5 separate regions of the Mus musculus genome follow, and regions 1, 2, 3 and 4 are each linked to region 5. Evidence: chromatin contacts called from public Hi-C and HiChIP or PLAC-seq data. All regions are on one chromosome and are shown on one strand. The core of a region is the stretch at or near the end of the contact, and the rest is flanking DNA. Distances in the headings are between cores, read along the strand shown.

Region 1 (2,700 bases), core at 170-2,669, 1.5 Mb after region 5:
CTCCCCATCAAACCCATCAACACCTATTTTGGGATCAGAAACATGGGCTAGGTTCAAGAAGCTATTCAATTAGAGGAAAGCAGCGGGACCTTCCATAAGCGGACGCTCATTGCCAATAAAGCTGTGGTTTAGATGTTACACAGAACTTACAAGTCATCGTACTTAATCCCGAAACTCCCAGCTGACTTTATGCCTCTATTTATAATCCCAAATCACGGGGACCTTTACACTGCTATGCAGAGGCAGCTAATGGGCAAGAGAACATTGCTCCCTACAGATTCAAGTCAATATTGATTTACCTCCATGTTAGCTGAGAATGAAAGAAATTGACCTACAACCGCATACTAGGAAAACTATTAATTCTCAATCTTCAAAGTAAAGACTCATAGATTAAAAACCCTAACCACCCTTGGTGTCATTGCCAGGCAGCAATTATCTGCAAATGCCATCGACATCATCAAGAGAGCAGTGTCTTCACCTGCTCAGGTGACCTATGAAGGATGCTCTCTGGATCTTTGTATGCGTTGTCTGGATTCATCACGGCTGCATGCACTTCCGCGTAGGCTCTGCAGACGAGCTCTGTAGACTGCTTTATAATCTGCTCCCTATGGATGAGCAAACACAACCAGAAGATAACAGAAGCCCAGCAACCGCAAGCACACACATCTGGATGATGTCATGCTTCAGCCCCACGCTGCCCAGTTCCTACTAGTGGGCAGTGTTTACTGTTTATTAAAGTCTCCGTCGTCACATGCACCCTCCTGAGCCAGGGGCTGCATTTTACCCAGTGCTTGGCCATGAGGAACAGAACAGTGCCCCACATATAGATGTGCCTGCACTTAGAATGGGCTTACATCTGCTGAAACAAGCTAAAAAAAAAATGAGCGAAGAAAAATACATTTAATCTCCAAAGAGTAGAGTCACGTAAAGGTTCATCTCTTGAAGCAGTTTCTCTTGTGGGGCCTTGTAAGTGAAACCCAAAAGACCAGGCTGTTCTCCAAGACTTACAAGCTCCCCAACACAGCAAAACGTTAGAGAGGACTTTATAAATGAGCCACACTGTAAGTCACAGAGTAATAGAATAACCCCGGAGCTAATTTGCCATGAGAAAAGTGAGTGAACTAAGGGTCGATCATCTTCACGTTCCTACCAACTTCTTATGTCCTTCAAAATGCTGAACATTAAGAAATCGTTTACCCAGTTACAAGTGTCAAAATTTCAAAACTCTTAGTACAGATCAGTAAGGAAGTACACAGAGAAACCATTCTTATTAACCATGCTCTGTAAACTGGTTGTATTTGAAACAGTTATTTAAAGCACTGAGCTAACAAATGAATTGCTTGCTTCTAGAATCAGGGAGCTTGTTACTCAGTACTTAGGATTCTCGTTGCCTAACAACCCGCAGCATTGCCACAAACCTACTGGTCCTAAAAATAGCTTCTCTCCACATTCAGGTTCTGAGATCACTGAGAGTGAGCTTTCCTAGGGTGCAATCCAATGCACACCAGGAGAAAAACTTCAACAATTAAGGGCTATGCAGACAATACAGTTTGCTTTTACTGGGGCTAGGAGTTGAAGCCAGGGTTTGCCCAGACCCTCAGAAAATTCTCTACCATTGAGCCCCGAGGTCCACACAGTTCATGAACACACTCATTCAGCTTGCTAAAGACAACACTGTCTTCTACCTGCAGTGTCTCCAACCCAAAGTCATCTCCTGTAAGTAAGTACTGCTCTTCCCTCTGGCTGCCCTAAGATGCTTCTCTTATGGTAATAAGGTATCATATGACAGTGATCAAGCTTTTGGTGATCTGAGGACACTGGAGTGCCCTGTGCAACTTCTCTGTCCAGGCTTTCTTACTGTTAAGCATGCTGATCCACATCTCGCATGGCATCTGGAGAAACTTCTCGCATTAATAAGCCCTGCCTGGTCCCTCAGGAGGGATGGATGTTGTATTTTAGATAGTGTACTTTCCAGGTCTAAGTGCAGCAGGCTGTAACTTCCTTCCTTCCTTATTCTCTCGGTGTACTGATGCTTTCCTTTAGTGCACAGACACGTTTCCAAGGCTCGCTGTAAATATCTGCTCATGGCACACACATCAGCTGTGGCTCTGTTTCTATTAACTGATCATTTTTCTCTTTTGGGTTCACGTTTCCTGTTCCTAAGCAGTCCTGGGTGTTCCTACAGTTCTGGATGGACTCATGTCTTCATGTACGACGCTCCCAGTCATCCTTCAAAGCAGTGAGTTCTGCTAGGAAGTCAGTGAGCTGAGTTCAAGATTAGCATGGTATTTAGTGTGAGCTCAGGACTCCAACAACCCATCTTTATCCTACTTCCTGGGGTCTCCTGAGCACTGTCCAGGCTATAGTTGCTTTTCTGCAGATAAGTTTCCAGAAGTTATTCTATCATGTTTGCTTTCCTTTACTTAATTAAGAACTTGTTTAGTTTTGTTTATACAGGTTATTTGTTTATACAGATAATGAATATAGTTGCTAGCTCCAAGAAAAACACACCCCACTTCCTTCAAACCAAAATAAAGAAAATAACCCCCACAAAACAAAAACCAATTATTTCACTAAGCCCATGCTTTTACTTTTAATAAATATAAAAAAATTTGAATCTAAAACTAAAATAGCTCTTAAATCATATATACACCTCTGCATGTTCATTTGGAAACACACGCTTCCCTGTTTCTTAAGTTT
Region 2 (2,700 bases), core at 24-2,523, 1.8 Mb after region 5:
AGCACAATGCAATTGTTCACCAGGGTCTTGGTGCAGACCGGCTCGTTATGGGGTGCATGGTAGACAATATTAATAATCTTTGCTTTGTAAGTAAAACACGCATAGCCCTAGGAAAAGTTCCCCAAGTTCCATCTCAGGGCACAGTACTCCTTCTTGCTTTCTGGAACTCAGACTGCATGTATATCCTGAGGGACAGGCCATCCCAGCTCATACTTTCCATTCCTGTGATAGGGCTTTCTCTTACCTTAGTCATGTGGCACTTCTGCCGGCTGCCCTGAGAGATGCCCAGTGCTAGGTGTTGGCTGGAAAGAGTAGTTATATTTTTCAATTTGTTCCTTGTCACAAAACTAGGAACTCTGAGAGAACAAACTATCTGATTTGTTTTTACTGTGGTACCCTTAAGCACAGCACTGTGGATAACAAATATCAGAACCAACAACATTTTCTGGTTAAATTTGTTTTTTGCTTCAAAAATTCTCAGCCAGACTTTTATGCCTGGCTTCCTTGATTTGTCTGATTGTTACAATTCAGATTCTCAGTGGCATAATCCTGTAGATGACATTGAAGGAACAACCCCAGCTATGAAGACTGGGTCATGAATCCATCGCAAGGGCCACTCACAAATAAACTACATTTAGATCATAAAGAGGAAGGAAAAGAAAGAAAGTAACTCCTCCTTGGAACTAAGTCATTCATTGGCAACAGTTCATGGATGTCTGAAAGGTAGACCTTCTTTGATTCTGTGGTGTAGCTGTGTGAGAGAGACCTGTACAATTGACAGAGTAATTGGATTTTGAATCACTTAAAAGCTCCGACCTCTGTCTTGTCCCTCCCACTTCTAAGCCATTTATTTTCTTTGATAGTTCCTGATTATTTCGTGTCCTCTTTTTTTAAATGTATTTTGAGATCTTTGTTTCTATTTCAGAGCACCATAATTTGCACCTGCAAATGAGGAGATAACATGGTGAGAGAGTTCACTGATTTGAGATTAAAATCCCAGGTCTCCCCTCACAATCTGTTAACAAGGAGAGATTACTCATCTGCTCTCAGTCTTGACTGCTTTGTTTGTAAAACTGTAGCAATCCTATTTGTTATATATAACAGTGAAGTAAATGAAATAAAATATGTAGAAAGGTCTCAACACAAAGTGTGGCACTTACTAAAGGCTAAGTGGTTTTTATAATAATGATTTTCTTTTCTTCTGTATCCACTGGTGCATAAAGCCTTTCTGGAAGTCTAAGAAACTACTTCCTGCCCAGTGACCCATGATGCCTGTCTCAACAGATGTCAACTGATAGACAGTTCTCCATGGTACACAGGGTTAGAGCTGAGTTCTTCCCGCCCTCAGTGCTATCCGTTACTGCAATATCACATGTGCAAGTGTGCAAGTGTACAAGTTTGCAAATGTGCAAGTGTGATACACCTCAGCCTACATTTCCAAGCTTTCTTCAAACCACACTCTTCCTGTCCTGCAAACAGCCACCACTTGGCAATTCAAGACTAAAGATAGGCTGCCCTTTTGCTGATCTGACAGCGATATGAACCTTTAGAATGTCCAACAGGGACTTTTATGTTCCCAGGAACGTGGTTAGAGAAACATGGTATAACTGGATACCTTGGAATTCTACCCCTACCCCGTGTGTGTGTGGGTACAGCTGGAAGAGACTGGAGCAAGGGGATCCAAAAGCAGAGTTCAGGCTAGAGCTTAATTTATCTGGGGTCGGTAATGCTTGGTCTCTCTAGGCAGCCAGAGTCCCTTCTGTCTGATACTCTTAGCAATGCCAGTGTTCCTGGGCATAGGGGCTGGCCTCTCCCACCAAGGCCTTGGAAGCGACCAGGAAACCTCATAGCTTCTGCTGAGCATGTCAGAGCTGTTCCAGCATTAACTGATGCAGACTTCCTGTGGTGCCCATTCCTCAAATGTCCACTAGACCCTTCTCATAACTCCTCCCCTTTGATAACATCTCTTTCCCTTAACATTTGCTAGGTGGACACTTAAATAACATGAAGATCAAGTCAAGCATGGGGGACCAGAGAAGAATCTCGGGATTAACAGAAGGAGAAGAGATCCGCTGTAGTCCAGTACCCTTGGATTAAACCCTGAAGATCAGCACCCTCCTCCTTCCCTCAGGATACAGTCTGTGGTCCCTCTGCTTTAAAATCTGCGGCTCTATTCACAGTAGTTGCTCACCTTTTATTGCTGAAAAGCTTGGCCTATGACTACACAAGACTAGGGATGAAGTGGTACCTTGTTGAGAGGATTTTTTTTTTTAAAGAAATAATTCGGCAAGAAAAATAGCCATGAGCATAATTCAATAAGCAAACTCGCGGTGAGGATGAAGCACATGCAGAAGGTCATAAAACTTCCCAGCAAAGGAAATCAATGTCTTTAAGTATGATTTGTCATTTGGAATTTGGAGTCTAAGCCACAGTGCCTTCCCTGGGGTACGAGCATTTAGTGCTAGACAAAGAAGATTAGCTTTCTTTCCTACAGAGCAGAAAGAAGTATGCTTTTCTGGTGAGCCCAGCAAGGAGGTCCCTGGGGATGGCCTCGCTAATTAGATAGTTCAGTTGGACTGGTGCAGTACTCATATAGAAGTATACATAAGGGGCTAGAGAGATGGCTCAGAGGTTAAGAGTTGTGGCTGCTTTTCCAGAGATCCTGAGTTCAATTCCCAGCACCTTATAGGTGGTAGCTTA
Region 3 (2,700 bases), core at 118-2,617, 1.3 Mb after region 5:
ACACACCTAATCCAAGCTTGTTGACAGGACAATCACTTTACCCTACCAACCTCTGGTGCCTGACTGTCGAGTATGATCTTAAAAATGTCAAGATAGTTTTTTACGTCTGGCAGACTGTGGGTGACTAGTTAAAGCGTTCCTCACAATTGGACATCTCACTGGCTCTCCAGCCAGCAACTCACAAGGAGTCCTCCAGAGTGGAGGCACATAGGTCTTGCTGGTCAGAGGAGGAAGCAATCTTCAGCAGGGTTGAATTTCCAGATGCTCTTAGCACTGGAACATCTTTCTGTTTCCGTGCTGACCTTGTGGGATTATAAAACAGAGGTACTAGCCGGGCGGCGGTGGCACACCAGAGCAAACCTCTTTTTTTCTGCTCGCCGATATTACCTGACATGCCCTCCCACACAGTACCTCCTAAGTCTGCATTTGCAGGTGTCACTGAATGTCTGTGTTTCCATCTATTCCTATGAAAACGTTTGCACGGCCATAAGTTCGAACTGTGATATGATCAAGCATTGCTTCCTCCTCTTTTGAGCCTCCCAGACGCTCGCCTTACATCCTAAGCCCACAAACCCTGCCTCCCTCCAGAAATTTCCATGTGATGTCTCCTGAGTGTGCACTGAAATTGCCACAGGACAGCCAGAGGACATCTGTCTAACTGTCTGCTCATTCCCGCCTGGAGTTCACAGAGGCCCAAACTAGATCAGGCCATTTGTAAGTCAGAATCAAATGTTGCTGAGTTTAACCCAATTACTCTCCACCACAAGAGAAAAATCCAGTTATTGCAGGCACTGGACCTCTATGAGGAAAGCAGGCTCACAGCCAGAGCCTTGTCGACACATGTCCAAGCTGTGAGGAGGGGTGTCAGTGCAGATGACAATGATTGGGACAGGCAAGCCAAGGCTCAGCTACTCAGTGTGCAGTGCTAGAAGCTCTGGCCACAACTGCACGCTGGCACCTCCCCTACAGAAGCTTGAAGAGAAGGTAGGGATAGCAGCTGGAAGGTTCAGAGCTGAAGTATGTATGACACAGCGAGGTGCCACAGCGACTTGATAAAAAAAAATATGAATTATTTACCAAATACTGGGGAGACGAAGACTAAGCAGAGACGACAGCCACTGCCAAGTGAGGAAAAGCAACCGTTTTCAAGAAAACCTTAAGAGGGATTTCTTCCCGTGGTTATCAAGTCTCCGTGACAAATGGGCTAACGGTAAATCTTCTGTTTACGTTTATGTCCTTTAACTGTGAGGGACCTCCGTTCAGGGATGTTCAATGATTCTGTTAGCCAGCCAGTGCTCAGCTCTGTTCTCAACCCCAGGAGACATGAACTCCAGTATGTCATGATAAAGTCAGTGACCATGAAGCTAGAGAGGCCCAGTGGCCTGCTGAGTCACTGTCTGTAGAAGTCAAGCCAAGCTGGCTGCTCACTAAGCCATGCCTCCCAAGGCCTTATTTTCTCAAATTATTTGTCCTGTTATAGGCAGGTCCTTATGTCACCAGAGAGTCATCCTCCCAAACTCTCAGAAGTCCATTGGGTGCACCAGAGCCTGTGTCCACAGGAAATCATGCCCTCCTGTCTTAAATAGCATAATAATTAAGCCGTAAGACGGTAGGCTCGTGTCCCAACTCTGGCATATCCTAATGGTGTGATGATGGTCAATCTCTGAGTCTCTGTGAAATGAGAAAACTATTTCCTCATAGGGGTGCGTTTCAGTGTTGTCAGTACACTTGTGGCACTTTAGATGGTATGTAAGAAAAGTATGAAAACAATATCATTTTGTTCTGAAAGCCAAGCTGTCCATTGGGTCCTGAGAGATGTGTTCCAGGATCCTGCTCCAACATCAAATTCTAAGGTGGGTCTTAAATTACTTATATAAAATGGCACAGTAGTTGCATATAACCTACACACACTCTCCCTAGACTTTAAATAATGTTTGTATTACTTAGAGTGCACAATCAAATGTAAATACTATGGGAATATTAGCTGTCATGTATGTGTATATTGTATGATGAAAAAAGGAAAGAAAAAAGTTCATATTTGTTCAATTACAGATGTGTTTTCCATAGATACTGTCAAAGCCCAGGTAAATCTGCACATGACAGCTACGGCTGACTGTAATGAAAGTATTGAAGCTGACGGACACTTTCTTGTTAAACCCATTTGTGTGCATCTGAGACACCTTTAGAAGCTGGTTGGTGTGTTTATGATACATATAATAGTCAGGCTGAAGATGAGCATCATGTCACAAAAAGCTGGCTAGCATCCTTGGAGAAGGAGACACTAGGGAACCATAGCAACTCATAAATTCCTCCAGGGGTCAAGTGAACTGTTACTTTAATTAATCTTTGCCTCTATACTCAGGAGCACAGACAATGGTGGGGGTGGGGGAGTTGGAGGACTCAGATGATGGGAGGGTGTCCAGGTTTGCTTTCTGTTGCAGTGATAAGCAACATGATCAAAAGCAAGTTGAGGAAGAAAGGGTTTATTTCATTTCATCTTGGACTTCCAGGATGCAATCCACTCTTGAAGAAAATCAGAGCAGGAGCTCAAGCAGGAAGGGGGGCAGAAACCATGAAGGAGCAGTGTGCACTAGCTTGCTCCAAGGCTCGCATTCAGCTACCTTTATTATACAGCGGAGCCTAATCTGCTTAGAGATGCTGCTGCCCACAATGGGGCAGGGTCTTCTTACATCAACTAGC
Region 4 (2,700 bases), core at 72-2,571, 1.4 Mb after region 5:
ATCCCAGCCAGGAGCACACAGTCATGGGACTGGTCCTGACAGGAACGTAGACCCAGCTATGTACAGATGAACTGATTGATGATGGGGGTGGGGCTAAGAAAGAACAGCTTCTAATATCAGATTTGAATAAGATCCTGGTCTGAACAGCTTTAAGGCATCTGTGTGCACATGATCAACGGGGTCCGTGGTCACAAAACTCTTGCAGAAACGGAGGTAGAATCATTTTGAGCCTGTGGAAGCAGTCTACATCCCTGCAGGCTAGCCTAGCTCCTGAGACATTCTGTCATGGCATCCATCCTCCCTCCAGCATCCAGGACTTCTGCGCGCTAATTGGGTTTAAGGAAAACCTGTAATCCCAGTGTTCTGGCAGCTGGGACAGAAAGACTGAAAGCTTAAGGGCAGCCTGGGCTACAGAGTGAGTGATACATTGTCTCAAAAATAAAATCATAAAATAGCTCAAAATAAAATCAATAGAAGTATTTCTGTTTAAAGTACTGAATATTTAAATACTGACTATAAGAATGGACAGCACTCTTGTCTGAAGCTGTAGTCATCAGATGGCTCCCGGAAAAGCATCAACGACCCCCGAGACTTCTGTGTATACCCTGTGGGCAACTCATTTTTATCAGAATCTTTCTTCTCCTTCCTGTGTTGCCAGAACCTTTTGGACATGGGTTCTGGACCAGGAAAGACTATAGTCAGTAGAAATGCACTTGTTGCACCCTGAAGCTTCTCTGGGTCCATCCAACTCTTGGACCTGGGGACTTCCCAAGACTTTGCCCTAGGCTGCTGGAGAGTCTCATCTGTCTTCTCTGCTTGGCTGTACACTCACTGATGGCTAATGGGAGCAGGCTGTAGCGTGGGAAAGGCGAAGAGGGTTGCTACAGTGTTGCGGAGACTCAACGCTAGGCAGACTCTAGCTACCTTTGACAGCGACAGGCTGTTGAAGAGCAAGCGCTGCCTGCAGAGAGCTGGACTGTGGTTTGCTACTGTGGACACTGACTTCATTTGTTCTTATTTCTTGTTCTCAAGACAGCCTATGAATGCAGACTTGCCTGGAATTTTGAAGTGCATAGATTATTAAGGTAGGGAAGAGAAAATGTGGGTGTTAGAGGGGGACCACACCCAGGCAGCTGCCTAGGATACAGGCTCTGTAGTGTATTCTAGAAGTCCCTGGCAGAGCTCGGCCTCCAACAGAATTCTCCTCTGCCCTGAGACCGCCCATCTTCTCCTTCCAGGTTGTCTCAGCAGAACTCACCGTCTTGGCTGGCCTCTTCAGCCCTGGTTCATCTTCTCATCTGTCAGGGACCCACCTGTGGCTTTAATGTGGGCCTGCCTGAGCCCCACCCTCCTACACCCTGTGGTTATCGGTCCTCCACCCTGATCTTATCATCTGCAGGAAATCAAAACACCATGTGTGTGAGCATAAAATTCTGTCATTTATTTGTGTTGCAGACTTCAGGAAGAGGAGAGAAAGAGAAAAAAAAAAAATCACAGTTCACTTTTCATTAAAAAAAAGGGGAGGGGGGTCACAACGTTTAATTCTTAGTGACCTAAAGTCAGCTAAAGTCAGCTTCACTAACGACCAGGAAATGCCTGACCCTCGGGTCCTCACTGTTGTCATGAACTCCAAACGTTTTAAAAATGGAAATTAAAAAAAAAAAAAGTAATTACCTCTTAGCGTGTTAAAAAGTTAAGTTGAATTGCCCATTACCATGGAGATGGCTTCCTGTTTACCACACTGGTCGCCCAGCTGTTGAAGACCAGCCACCCAGCCAATGAAAAGACAGCTTTTAGCTTCCCTTATTCCATTAGTGCTTCAAATAGTGAGTCAATACAACCTGTAATTTACTAGTCGGTAAAATTTGATAAATTGTGTTTTCATATATATTAGTGGTTTTACGTTTAACAAAGTCCATCATATGGAATTACCACTATGGTTAAAAACATTATTTTATATTTTGAGAGGTAGGGGCTTCCCTGTGCTTAAAATGCCTACCCTGTGCCTTTTAAAATTCTGGTATAGCATTCTGGTACTTCAGACAGCCTCCTGCAATAAGGAATTGTCCTCTTTCCTCTTCACTGGTCAAGAAAGCTGCACTATTACCCAATACTGATACATAATATCCTTTATAACAAAATCAAGACTCTGGCTACCAATCCCCAAAGACCCTAGGATTCTAAAGTACACTATTTTGTGTCTGATAATAAATAAAAATTATTTGAAAATTGAGAAGTTTTTATTTTTCTTCCCGGCCTGCATGTAAAAATATTATCAAGCTACCTAATGAGTCCAAGGAGATGGGACCACAGATTTCAGTAACTAAATCATTTGAAGAAGAGAGGTATGGGGACTTGGGTGGAAGTGCCATGCACCTGGGAATGTGGCGATATTCGATACAAAGTATGGCGATAAAGAAGAGAGTAAAGTGTGTAAGCAGGAGGAAGCCAGCTCCCAGCAGTTTGTTGGAAAGCTTCAAAAGAGCCCTCCTGTGAAACAGTCGGCAGCTAACCACAGCTCTGGGAGGCTTCTCCTCACCTTGGAAGAAGCTCAAAGCTTCCCTAATGAGCCCTCAGGTCTCCACAGTTTCCTGCCCAGACCTTTTGGGTCTGGTCTTTTTGTCCCTTTCCTGCTACCTCCCTGTCCTTCTCAGAGGCCTTTGTGCAGCACCAATGGCTTTGGAATATAACTATCTATGC
Region 5 (2,700 bases), core at 140-2,639:
CTCCTAGGAAAAATGCTGCCAACACTGCACACAGATGGTGAAATTATCTCATGAACTATTAACCATTTAATGGAGGTTAATTCTCATTTGTCTCATGTCTGTAAATTCAGGCAAAGTGATCAACAGCTTTCTTCCTGGGCTCTTTTCTAGGGATATTTGTATAGCAATCGTTTTTTGCGTGATAAAAAATATTTTTTTCTTCTTGTTCTAGGGGGAGTCTTGTTTGGTCTCCAGGATGAGAAAAGGCACCATCACTCTTCTGGATGAAGCTGGACAGATTCAGAGACCATTTATGAAATACCCGTTTCCTGCAGAGCATTTCCTGTAATGCTACCACTTACATCGGACAGACATCACCTTGGCCTCATGGCATCACTTGGGGAATGGGGTATACTCTGCCTCTCTGAGAAGGTGCCTTTTCTTTCTCACCTAGGAGTTTCATTGACAGTTCATCAACTGGCACTGGAACTTGTTGACTTACAAAGTTAACATGTCAGATCCTTCAGAGTTGACTCCAAAACGTCTCCATGTAACCACTAACATACTGTTCCAGCCTTCTCAGTACTGGGATTATAGGCATGTGGTATTACATTCAGCTTAAGTGGTACTTATTTTTAATTTTAAACCAATGGTAACATTCAGCCAGGCATAGTCTCACACCTGTAACCCTAGTATTCAGGAGACTAAGACAGGATTCCCACAAAAATCAGAGCCAGCCTGGATACACAGTGAGGTTCTAGGCCAGCTTTAGCTACAATATGAAAATCCTGGGGGGGGGGGGCTGGATAGGAAAGAAGGGAATAAGGAGATGGTTCTAAATTTGGATCCCCAGAACCCAAGGCAATGCTGAGCAGGCATGGAAGACCTCCTGTAATTCCTACCTTGGAAGATGGAGACAGAATCCCCAGAGCAAGTTAGCTACCAAGACTAGCTCTATGGAATGAGCTCTGGGTTTGACTGAGAGATCCTGCCTCAAGGAGACCTGGCTGTCCTGGAACTCTATGGAGTTGAAGAGAATCACAGAGATTTAAGACTTGTGTTGCTCAAACCAGCCGAAAACAATTTGTCTCTTTTACAAAACAAACTGAGCGGGTCGTGGTAGTGTACACTTTTCATTGCAGCACCGGGAAGGCAGAGGTAGAGGAGAGTCTCTACGGCCAAGATCAGGTTCAGGAGCTGAGTAGCCTCTCACCCTCCTGCCCACGCCGTTCCGCCCCGCTCCACGGAGGCCCGGAGGAAGCGGTGAGCACAGGGGATGCTCAGAGCCCAACTCCAAGCCCCAACCCCGGCTGCGACCAGGCGGCCACGACGCCACTGCGCCGCCGCCTCTCGCGAGACCACAGCCGGGCCGCGCCTCCTTCCTCTCCGCTGTCTCTCTCTCTCTCCCCGCCCCCGGGGGCTGCGCAGCTTCCTCCAGAGCTCGGGAACCTCGGACGTGGCGAGGCGGTCAGAAGGCTGGAGCGCGGCACATAGAGGTCCCTCGGGCGGACCTTCTGAGCCGCAGTCCAGCCAGGGAGCGCCGACGCATCTTTCCAGGTACACCGCACCGACTGGCGGAGGCCTACTGCGCGTGCGCCGGGGCCTTAGCGGGGCGCCACACCTGGGTGGGCAGGGGCTGCTCGCGCACGCGCGCCGCGGTGCCCGCGGGCTGTGGGGAGTTGGGCGTCGTTTGTCACTGCTAGGGAGCGCTGTCGCTGGCGTGGCGTCATTCCCGCGGCTTCTGTGCTCCGGCTCAGCTCGGGGCGGGGCGGGAGGATGACTTCGGAGATGGAGTCGTCGCTGGAGGTCAGCTTCTCGTCCAGCTGTGCGGTGTCAGGGGCGTCTGGGTGTTTGCCTCCCGCCCGCTCCCGCATCTTCAAGATCATAGTGATCGGCGACTCGAACGTGGGCAAGACGTGCCTGACTTACCGCTTCTGCGCCGGCCGCTTCCCCGACCGCACCGAGGCCACGATCGGGGTGGACTTCCGAGAGCGAGCCGTGGATATTGATGGAGAGCGCATCAAGGTGAGCCGGTGGGGCGGGGACGCTGTCTCAGCGGAGTGCCGCTCCTTCTTGGCAGGTGTCGGGACCTCACCCTGGGTCTGGGCAGGAGTGTGCGGTGCGCCCCATGGCGTGGGAAAGTGTGTTTGTATCTATCAAACTTCTGAGGCATTGTTCCTCCACCTCTAATGTACATCAGGTTTACCTGGGACTTCTTGTTTTTCAAAAAAGCACGTTCTGATTTGATAAGCTCCCCTATAACGCACATGCAATGAGTCTGTGGACCGACCACACTTTGAGTGACAGAGGTGTAGGGGGCGGTCACCCCCCCACTCCCACCCCCATTGCTTGAGTGAGAGTTTTGGGCTGGGAATCTGGGTGGTGGTGGTGGTGGGGTATAACCGGAAGAAACTCAGAAATTTTTCAAGCATAGAAAATTCCGTTATAAGTCGGGCCTGGGGGAACACTTCTTAAATCTCAGCACTCTCACAGAGACCAGGATCTCTGTGTTTGAGATCAGCGTGGTCTAATTAGTTCCAGGATAGACAGGGCTCTCCTGGATAGACAGAATACACAGAGAAACCCTGTCTCAACCAAACAAACCTCAAACACCCCAATTTAACAACAACAACAACAACAACAACAACAAAACCTCCGTTATATCTAGGAATTCTTTTGAGCATTGCACAGATGCTAAGTATTGTGGGAGTAAAACCTGTT

What was found. Hi-C and Micro-C count contacts between places; a contact is called where the count stands out from the background. HiChIP or PLAC-seq counts read pairs in DNA pulled down with a chosen protein or histone mark.
Region 1: a contact with region 5 is called in an H3K27ac HiChIP or PLAC-seq map of the NIH/3T3 cell line, with 5 times the contacts expected there. The contact joins the enhancer-like site here to the promoter of Rab33b in region 5. A contact is called at or near these places in 11 of 39 promoter capture datasets (the 3T3-L1 cell line, the C10 cell line, the HPC-7 cell line and 7 more), 1 of 15 datasets of contacts at CTCF or cohesin (large pre-B cells), 5 of 484 Hi-C or Micro-C datasets (B cells, cerebellum, cerebral cortex and 2 more) and 11 of 115 datasets of contacts at active chromatin or transcription factors (the NIH/3T3 cell line, astrocytes, differentiating embryonic stem cells and 8 more).
Region 2: a contact with region 5 is called in an H3K4me3 HiChIP or PLAC-seq map of pro-B cells, with 4 times the contacts expected there. The contact joins the enhancer-like site here to the promoter of Rab33b in region 5. A contact is called at or near these places in 3 of 39 promoter capture datasets (the 3T3-L1 cell line, cranial neural crest and pre-B cells) and 2 of 115 datasets of contacts at active chromatin or transcription factors (large pre-B cells and pro-B cells).
Region 3: a Hi-C map of muscle stem cells shows a contact between it and region 5, with 4 times the contacts expected there. The contact joins the enhancer-like site here to the promoter of Rab33b in region 5. A contact is called at or near these places in 5 of 39 promoter capture datasets (frontonasal cranial neural crest, hippocampal neurons, liver and 1 more), 1 of 484 Hi-C or Micro-C datasets (muscle stem cells) and 2 of 115 datasets of contacts at active chromatin or transcription factors (embryonic hindbrain and large pre-B cells).
Region 4: an H3K4me3 HiChIP or PLAC-seq map of pro-B cells shows a contact between it and region 5, with 6 times the contacts expected there. The contact joins the enhancer-like site here to the promoter of Rab33b in region 5. A contact is called at or near these places in 10 of 39 promoter capture datasets (the 3T3-L1 cell line, 3T3-L1-derived adipocytes, the C10 cell line and 6 more) and 3 of 115 datasets of contacts at active chromatin or transcription factors (large pre-B cells, pro-B cells and stem cell-derived neural progenitor cells).

Annotation. Positions count from the first base shown.
Region 1 is chr3:52,982,587-52,985,286 of GRCm38.p6, forward strand. Cog6 (component of oligomeric golgi complex 6) reads right to left here. Exons shown (of 19, transcript NM_026225.3): 19 at 1-605. The coding sequence ends at 458. Among named protein-coding and RNA genes, the nearest start is that of Gm30402, 26 kb to the left of the region's middle. Within about 2 kb of position 1,420, at least 70 of the 459 cell types and tissues checked have an H3K27ac peak or open chromatin away from gene starts, as enhancers often do. A contact at or near this core is called in the NIH/3T3 cell line, astrocytes, cortical neurons and 2 more, where this site is marked.
Region 2 is chr3:53,276,913-53,279,612 of GRCm38.p6, forward strand. No RefSeq gene overlaps it. Among named protein-coding and RNA genes, the nearest start is that of Gm40048, 120 kb to the right of the region's middle. Within about 2 kb of position 1,274, at least 14 of the 459 cell types and tissues checked have an H3K27ac peak or open chromatin away from gene starts, as enhancers often do. A contact at or near this core is called in pre-B cells and pro-B cells, where this site is marked.
Region 3 is chr3:52,762,989-52,765,688 of GRCm38.p6, forward strand. All of the region lies in intron 1 of Gm2447 (predicted gene 2447), which reads left to right. Among named protein-coding and RNA genes, the nearest start is that of Gm2447, 25 kb to the left of the region's middle. Within about 2 kb of position 1,368, at least 20 of the 459 cell types and tissues checked have an H3K27ac peak or open chromatin away from gene starts, as enhancers often do. A contact at or near this core is called in muscle stem cells, where this site is marked.
Region 4 is chr3:52,839,045-52,841,744 of GRCm38.p6, forward strand. No RefSeq gene overlaps it. Among named protein-coding and RNA genes, the nearest start is that of Gm30292, 43 kb to the left of the region's middle. Within about 2 kb of position 1,322, at least 56 of the 459 cell types and tissues checked have an H3K27ac peak or open chromatin away from gene starts, as enhancers often do. A contact at or near this core is called in pro-B cells, where this site is marked.
Region 5 is chr3:51,482,577-51,485,276 of GRCm38.p6, forward strand. Rab33b (RAB33B, member RAS oncogene family) reads left to right here and starts at 1,390. Exons shown (of 2, transcript NM_016858.2): 1 at 1,390-2,004. The coding sequence starts at 1,756.